Regions from separate parts of the Zea mays genome. Here region 2 is linked to region 1. The links are chromatin contacts, called in public Hi-C maps. All regions are on one chromosome and are shown on one strand. The core of a region is the stretch at or near the end of the contact, and the rest is flanking DNA. Distances in the headings are between cores, read along the strand shown.

Region 1 (4,250 bases), core at 472-2,971:
AGGAGATTGATTGTGTGTACCTTAGTTCAATTGGAGTGGCGGCCAAATTTAGAACCATAAGAGTAACAGCATTGCAACGACTTCCCAACATTGCTACAACAACAGCACCAAGAATAACAGTGGTCCCTGGAATCACAAAATGCTCAAGGTTAAGTGATGCTGCTTTGAGGAACAAATGGCTGGATCGCCAATTGATATAATGGCTACTGTTTCCCATTACACAGCGACATAGACATAATGTAGGATTGGCGATTAAGTATGACTGCCGGATTGGTTTGCACTTTGCAGGCATGATTGAGCATGACTGCTGTTGTTGAAGTTCTAAAAAAGTTTAGGCCTCCTTTGGAATACAGGAATTTCACAAGAATCGTACAGAAATTTCACAGAAATCGATTCATTTTCACAGAAAAAACACAGAAAAGGGGAAAAGTTCCCGCATTCCAAAGGAGGCCTTAGTCAATTTAACTTCGGGAAATTTGGATCCATACCATTAAAAGATCACCACTTTGGATCCATACCATTACTATCTCACTTACATGTGGGTCCACATGAGTCAATGACATGTGGGATCCATAGTATATATCTAAAGTTTGGATCTTTTAATGGTATAGATCCAATTGTTCCTTTAACTTATGTCATACTTTTAAGTGTGCCCAAGCTAAAAAGGGGGTTTCTTTTTGGCCTCCCATAGAGCCAATAACATGATAGCTGGGATGAATCAAGAACCAGAAGACATTAGACAGAATACCAACACTGAACCACTAGAAACTTGACAGAGTAAGAATGAATGATGGGGAGAATAGAAAAGATGGGTCACGCTTTAGTTGCACAATAAAGTGGAGGCGATGAAATGCATACTAGGGAGCTCCTTACCACATATCGGAAAGATCCCAATCGTGACACCGAGGGCAGCAGAGAAGGCCAGTTGCTTGGGTTCTGCTCCCCTGCACAGCATTCCAACAGAAGGTTGTCAACAACCTCATTCAAGGAGCAGGTGGAGCCATGGAGGAGACGTGCATGCAAAATCAGGGGCACTGCCGAGCTGAATGCCAAAATCAACAGATTCTTTACGACCTCAATTGAATGAGCTATGTAAAACTGGACGGGTGCTAGTAGCAGATACACCGTGTTATTACTTGTAAGAAAGAAAAAGGAAGCAGATGGACTGAAACGAAGCAATTGGGAGAAGAAGTGCAGCAGGTGGGGAAAAGAGTCGGGGTACCTACCTTCTGATGACCTGCAGCACGGGATCAACGATCTTGGCCTGGAGCCATGGCAGGATGCCAGTCCTGGTGAGAAGAGAGCCCATTCAATTAAGCCGGGGGCATCACCTGTTGGTGGAGTTGAAGGACATGGGTGTACAGTACACATGCACAACCAATATATTTTTTTGCAAAAAAAAAAGTTAATTAGTAATAAAATCGGCTCTCGGATCCGAATACAGATAGCCAAATAGCAGAAAAGGAAGAGAGAGAGAGAGAGAGAGAGAGAAGGGGGTGCGCATGCCTGGTGGGTGCTCGTCGCCTCGCCGGCGAAGGATCCGACGAAGACCTGCGCACCTGGCGTAGGGCGGCGGCGGCGGTCGCCCAGTTGTTGTCGCACGCACGAGACAAGAGGGGTGAACAAAAGGCAGAGGTGAACGCAGTCCGGGGCTCTCGTGGTCCGACCAGGGACGGGGGCAGGAGACGGACGGGCGAGAGGGCCGGAATGGAGGAGGAGGAGGACGCCCAGGAACTGGATCTGGCTGCCCCACTGCACTGCATCGTGGGTCGTGGTCGTGGCAAGCAGAGGTTGCGGGCAAAGCAACGTCGGGTGGGGTGCAAACCGCCAAATCCGTGCAGCTGCAGCCAAACTGATTCCCTCTCTGGTTAGTAAAAAAAAGAAAGAAATAAATAAAAAACTGGCTTTGGACTTTGGACGCCACCACCGGCCATCCTTTTTGCTTGCTTCGACAACCGACGGGCGACACGTGTAAGTGTAACTTTTCAAACAGTCTTCGTACGATGGCGACTTTGTGTGCGTTTGATTTAGTTTGAGATGTGAAAAAATTGCTGTAAAAAGTTAAGGAAAAAGTTTTAAAAAAACATTTGATTCAAACGGTTGTACAAGTAAAACAAACTGTATATTGAGTGTATACAATTTATTTAACTATATCTCACATATTTAAAAGCATATCAGCATATCTAATTAAAAACATATTTCACATTTGTTTTCCTTATATTTTTATAAATAAATCGATTTTGCAATTCTATTTTTAATGTTTTTTATTAAAAATATTTTGTTTTATTTATTGTAACACTTAATTATTTTTAATTCTATTTTAGTTTATATTTATTGCATCTGCTTATTAATATAACGAATTAGACAAGCAGTTAAAGCAAGGTCCAAGCGGTTTTTAGATTTATAATACAGAAAACCTCTTTAGTTTAGTTTCTACCTTTTAAAGCAGAAGCAGGTTCAAAAATGATACCAAACGCACCTTTTCTATTGTTTTCGAAATTTTACTAAAAGTGAATGCTAAACAAAAAAAAATTACGAGACAAAATCGGTAGAAAAATTCAGAAAACAAAAACGGTTTAGGTATGTTTCGACCGTTTCTGAAAATTATCGTATTTATTTGTTAACAATTTTGATAATTTTTTCAGTAAAAAATTAAATCTGAACCAATCTTTGTAAATTTATAATAAACATATCTTAACTTAGAAAGAATTGAAAGAAGTTTTTGCATGCCAACATCATTACATGCATATATTTCCATGGAAAGAAATATGCAGGACAAGGAAGAGCGTCATCAGCTCTCTTCTCTTCAAAGACTAAGAACAGAGTATAGCAAAATCATAGTATTTTTGTCACGTACAACTTCAAACCATAACCATAGTATTCTAAAACTATAGTATTTAAATACTTTGCAATCAAACAGGGCCTTAAAGTTGCCGACTTCTCTGAAGAGTGAAGACGACTGGCGAGCTCTTTTAGTCCACAGCAATGGTTGCGCCGCCCGAGCCAATTCCAAGCTCCATCAGAGACGCCGTGTCCTCCCTCCTCCTCCAGAAGTTGTTGTCAGCCGTAGAGGGCGTCCCTGTTCCAGTAAATGCAGTAGTCATCATACACGACTTAATGCATGAAAGGTACAGCTCCAGATCTTTTCGATAGGTGGTAGGAGGAGGCAATCATCGTACACGATACAGTACTATCCATACCTCTTCTTGAACAAACAGTCTCACTTTCATGTCCTCCAGTTTAAATAATCTTTCGCGCAAAGATTTCGACCTCCCAACCTGTAACACATAGAGTCTAATGCCCGTTTGTTCTGAAATCTAACTAATAGAGTAGTCTATTTTTTTAGAAGCAACTTCAAGAGATTAGCTAAAAAGACTAGCTAAATTTACTGATTTAGCTACTCTTTAAAATAGATTTTACAGAAAAAGTGTAGACTAATCCAACAGACTCGGTAAACCTATGGACTGAATACAGAGTGAAGCAGACTATCAAAAAATAGAGAGCGAAGGTGGAAGTATAGAGAGCCACTAAATTTGAAGAGTTGTTTATAGAGTTTATTGAATACACTTTTCTTCTAATATTAACTAAATTTACCTTTACAAACCATATACCTAGTCTCTTGGAGTTGCTCTAATATTCTATAACTTTCCAAAGTTTATATATAAGCATATCTTAAATTCATGAGCTCATACTACAAATTAATTATATAAATTCACATGCTATTTTTCTAATGTATTCTTTACGGTATAAGTATAGTGTATAACTATCTCTCTCATATGATTTATGATATTATACAAATATATTAATTTAATTAGTTTGTGTCTAAATTATGATCCCGTCCGTTTCGTTGGAATTGAATTCCATTCTAATAATCATAATTTAGACACAAACTAATTAAGTTAATATATTTATATATTATTATAAATCATATGAGACAAATAGTTATACACTATACTTATGCTACTTATGCTATAGAGAAGCAAACAGAAAAGTATACTATAAGTTGTAATTAGAAAAATAGCATGTAAATTTATACAAATCAATTTTCATCTTACTCTATAAATTTAAGATAGGCTTATATATAAACTTTGGGAAGTTGTGGAATGTCACGATCTTAGAAAGTAGCCTATTTCAATAGTTAGATTCTAATTCGTCAAAATAAAGAGAAACAAACGGGCCTAAGGGTCTTTTGATTACTAGGCAGCACAAGTTTCACTACTTCCCAGCCAACATAGTATCAATTGTTGCAA
Region 2 (4,645 bases), core at 1,491-3,990, 300 kb after region 1:
TGGAATGTTGAAGCAAAATTCTGTGAGTTCTTAGAATAAAAAATTGTAAAACTGCAGACCAAGAAATAGTAATGCAAAACACAACAAATCATTATATGACTATAATAAGCACAAAAGATGGTAGTGGTGCAGTACTCCAGAAATACAAAACTGTCATGCTTGTGCTCCAAAAAATAGCATAAGTAAAATGTTTACAAACATTGTATGTCTACATACTGAACATTGTAACAGATCAAAGAAATTTGGCATACTGCATGGCAAGCTTGCAAGTTATACATTGTGCTGACTTGTGTCTTCAAAACAGACTGAAATAAGAATTTATCAAGTGATTACAAGTAATTCAAGCACAATTCATCCATAGCACAGGACGAGGTATGTACCCACAAGTATTCACCAAATCCAAGCTTACTAGCACAACTGCAATATAACAATGTCATGTACAATAGGCAAATAAGATACTGATGTGACCTCAATCAACATTACCTTTTGCTTGTAATTGTGACCTTCTTCCCATTGATCTCCAGGGTTGAATCATCCACAACACAAATAGAACCTTTAAACGGGCCATGAGTAGAGTCATACTTGAACATATAGGCCTGGAAAGGGGAAGATTATATAGAAACAAACATAGAAACACAAACAATACCAAACCTCATGCATAGACATAGGCAGTTGTTAAATCAACAGTGAAGTAAAAAAATGTAATAGTAGAATTAAAAAATCTGCTAGATTCACATTAGCTGCATTGTTCCAGTTAATAATGTGCATTCACTTGCATTACAAAATTTGTAAGGTAGATGGAAAAATAGAAAACAATGCTTTTGTAAAAAAATAAAAACATCATGAATGATCAGTATAGCAGCTGTTTTGTAAAGCCATCACATACATATCATACTTGAGCAACATAGTGAAAGCACATGAAACATAACATAAATGAGATAACAGCAACTATGGTTTGTGTCAGATTAAAGATAATTATTTCAATTGATCCAGTGTTGTAGTTGGGGCCGTAACTGTGTACCTCTGCTCAGGTAGAGCAGTTTTCAAATAACCAGAAGGAAAATGCAAAAAGAACTCTTAATTAGCTCATTGTTGTTAAATGAAACGTCCAGAATCTGAAATTTCAAATATTATAACAAAAAAATAATTTAACTACCTTACCATGTACTTAGCATCAACGAAAGGGTCATTCACAGCCACAACTTCAATATCGTCTCTGCTAGTTGCAATTCGCAGGACCAACCTGCCAATCCGCCCAAAGCCTATAGTAACAAGAAAAGAGGGCAAGAGCAAATCAGAAATAGAATCTGATATAGTTCACCTGGTTCATACTTGCATCAAACTGCAAAGTAACTCAGAAAGCCAAGAATGATCTATTTGCTAAATGTAGTTAGCTAGTGCAACAAATACTCAACCAGGAACTAAAAACTGTCTTTGTAAAACCTTAAAACATAACATCTCATGTCATGTGGTGCAGTTGCAATGCACACCAGATATTAGTGAGAAAGGCCAGCCAAGCCTGAAGACAGAACGCATCAACCAGCAAGGCCAAAGGTGGTCGATGGTCTGTCACATTCAGGTTACAATATGATAGTTTTCATTCACGTCAATTTAGTTCCTAGGATTGTACATAAAGAACTCACCGTTGATGCCGATCTTTGTCTTCTCGCCACTCAAATATTCTACACAGAAACAAAGGGACAACAAAACTATAAATCCACCGCAGGCTGCACGGTTCACATGAAATGTTTCGTTGGTGGGCACAACAGCTACTTACGTGGCACGGCAGGGGGCGCCTGTGTAGCTATCGCTCTCATCGGCTCGATGTGCCTCGCACTTCAATTCACAAGATGTTAGACAGACTGACTGTACCAATGTCTGAAACTACACTTACAAGGCTGACAGGGACGGACTAGGGCCTCAAAAGTAAGCACCACTTACGCCAAAGAGGAGACCGCGACGGAGGGGAAGGCGCGGCCGAAATGGGCTGAACCAGTGCTCCTCACGCACGGAACCTACAACAAATCAGCCAAGTCGCATCAGTGGGGGGCGCCTGCAATGTGCTAGGAATCACACGTCACCGCATCAGGGGTGAGGACACCGCAATCAATGGAACACAAAACTGATGTCCTCCCGTCCGTCCCGAGGGGCACACACAGGGCCGCGAGCCAGCGACAGGGAAAACATATTGCGATTTGGCCAAGCACACGGTCGAGAGCTCCACCGAACCGCCAACGAACTAGGATACGACTATACGAACCAAATCTAGGCGCGGCAATGAAAACCCGCGAAAGGAACCCGCAAACCACCCGCGCGAGGCACGAGCGCGCTGCTCCAGGCTCCAGCAAGCGAATCGCCAACGATATCGAAGAAACGAGAAATACCCAGCATGCACGCGGGAGACGGAGAGGGCACGGGCTACGAGCAGGTATACCTTGACGGGGTCGGCCGCGGCGGCGCGGGATCCGGCGGCGGCGTGGAGGGGCACGGAGAGCGCCGCCATGGATGAGGGCCTGGGAATGGGAGCGGGCGGGGCTGGCCTGCTCGTACGTGTGCTAGGGTTTGACCAACGACGCTCCGCAAGTAGCGAGGGCTTTGCTTGCCTTCCGGGGGCAGGGCGCGGAACGGAAGCGGAGGCGAGCGGAGGGAGGAGAGCGGGGAAGGTGGCGGCGGGGCGGAAGCGTTCAGCGTGTGATCGTGCCTCGTTTCCGTCGTCAAAAGAGAGGAAATGAAATTAAAAGGAGAAAAAAAAAACAATGGTCTGCACTGTGCATGCAGCGCCCCGCCGGCCGCTTGGGTAGGTGGCGGTCTGGTACTCTGGTGCCCGTGCGATCCCGCTGCGTTGGGGTCGGGCCTGCGCTTTTTTGTGCCGCCTGTTCTGCTTCGCCTACCCCACGCCACGCCACACGGAACTCCCAGACTCTGGGCTCTAGCTAATATACTCCAAACCACTCCGGTAAAGACAACGAGGGGTACCATCAGGCTTGCGATTAAGAAAAATAGATCAATTTCCATTCGTCTGTATGCCTCTATGCGGCTACTACCTTTGACCACATCGATGCTGCTCGGTCGCTCCTATACTATAGTCCCACCTAAAACACTTTACTGACTAATTTTAGCATTTTGGCTTCGAAACACTCGCTAATAAATAGCTAGCCAAACGGTTGTCAAACTGTTTATCCATTAATCATTTATATTGCGAATAGATCGTGTAAAGAGAAAGTACATCTATTAGCAAAGACTCTAAACATACTTTTACTAATTGTTGCTAACTAATTATTTGTTGGCTAATTGTTAGCCGCGAGGATCAAACAGAGTCTAAGTAGTCATCTAGGGTTTGGGCTCTGATCATAAGACTGTAAGAGATGAGCTGGGAGCGCGTGGAACTTTACTGCAGAACACACAGGCAATCACCTTCAACAAAAGCACTTGGGAAGCATTGTGCAACCGAAGGTCACCTCTAACGAAAGTACACACGCGCAACTTTGGCGCAGAACAAATTTATGGTTGGTTGGTTGTCCACGCATAGCAGATCAGAATATATACACACAAAGCTAATTGACATGTTACGTAGCAAATATTTTAATTAATATTGTTGTTTTTTCTTAGTAATCACACGAAGCTAAATTCTTCCCGTCGTCATTTTTTTCTCTTCGAAATTAGTGCCGTTGGAGATGCTAATACTCTCGACTGAGCCTACAACTTTAGAGCTTTTTAGGAAATACAAGTGGACACACAGCCATTTCCTGTTAATACAATAGATGTCGCATGCGAAAAGGTCTTAGTTCGACCCGAAATGGCCGATAAAAGCAAAAGCAAAGACATCATCATTGACGATCCTCGCACGTCAAATGTATTGCAAAAGGAGATTGCTCGAAAGGCTCCGGACGATAAGGCTAAAAAGTCCGGAGGCACCGGGGGGCAAGCACAATTAATGAGCCAAGCACGACAGCCTGGCCTGAGCATCACAGACGGTATGGCACCTACGTGCGGACGGTCCGGTGCTCAGACAGACGGTTCGGCTAACTCTGCCGGACAATCCGCCTATGGCCAAAGGCGTCAGCCTCCACACAAAGTCTTAAAAGGGAAAGAGACGCAACAGCATAGCACATATGGTCGGCTCATCAAAACTGACTCTACTTTTGATCAGTTGCTCTCCAAGAATTCTAGCAAGAAGACTGTTCTACGTGATCGGTCAACGAAGAAACCTCGGTCACCTGCTAAAACAAAACGGGTAAACAAAACGGCCCAAAAGGCGACACAACAAGCATCGCATATTCATCCTATGAGACCAGGGTACTTTCCACCTGTTTACTCATCGTTGGTATATTATCCTATTCAAACATGGAATGATACGATGATGAATCTATGGTATATATATAGTCCCTTTGTCTATCTAGACTGGGGGGCACCTCCATTCTATTCCTTTTGAACCATTGACCAAGTGGTCATGGCCGAGAAGAATACAATCTGAAACGACCTTTATACATTGGTGCTTTATTGAATGATCTCCATGTTGAAAAGCCGATGACTTACATCAGGTTTAGTTCATATGCTTTTGGTTCGTCAACCTTCACCAAAAGGCAGGGGGGCATATGTTGGAGACCAAAAGTGTCTCGCGGACGGTCCGACCCTTAGGCCGGAC

The links. A called contact is a pair of places that touch in the nucleus more often than the background predicts.
Region 2: a Hi-C map of leaf shows a contact between it and region 1, with 2.8 times the contacts expected there. The contact joins the promoter of LOC100191900 here to the promoter of LOC100192698 in region 1. A contact is called at or near these places in 3 of 25 Hi-C or Micro-C datasets (bundle sheath, ear and leaf).

The regions. Positions count from the first base shown.
Region 1 is chr4:244,354,575-244,358,824 of Zm-B73-REFERENCE-NAM-5.0, forward strand. LOC100192698 reads right to left here and starts at 1,722. Exons shown (of 6, transcript NM_001137901.1): 1 at 1,507-1,722; 2 at 1,227-1,331; 3 at 874-944; 4 at 21-126. The coding sequence starts at 1,309.
Region 2 is chr4:244,655,774-244,660,418 of Zm-B73-REFERENCE-NAM-5.0, forward strand. LOC100191900 (glyceraldehyde-3-phosphate dehydrogenase, cytosolic) reads right to left here and starts at 2,741. Exons shown (of 14, transcript NM_001137324.1): 1 at 2,435-2,741; 2 at 1,942-2,015; 3 at 1,778-1,836; 4 at 1,644-1,682; 5 at 1,162-1,262; 6 at 484-596. The coding sequence starts at 2,503.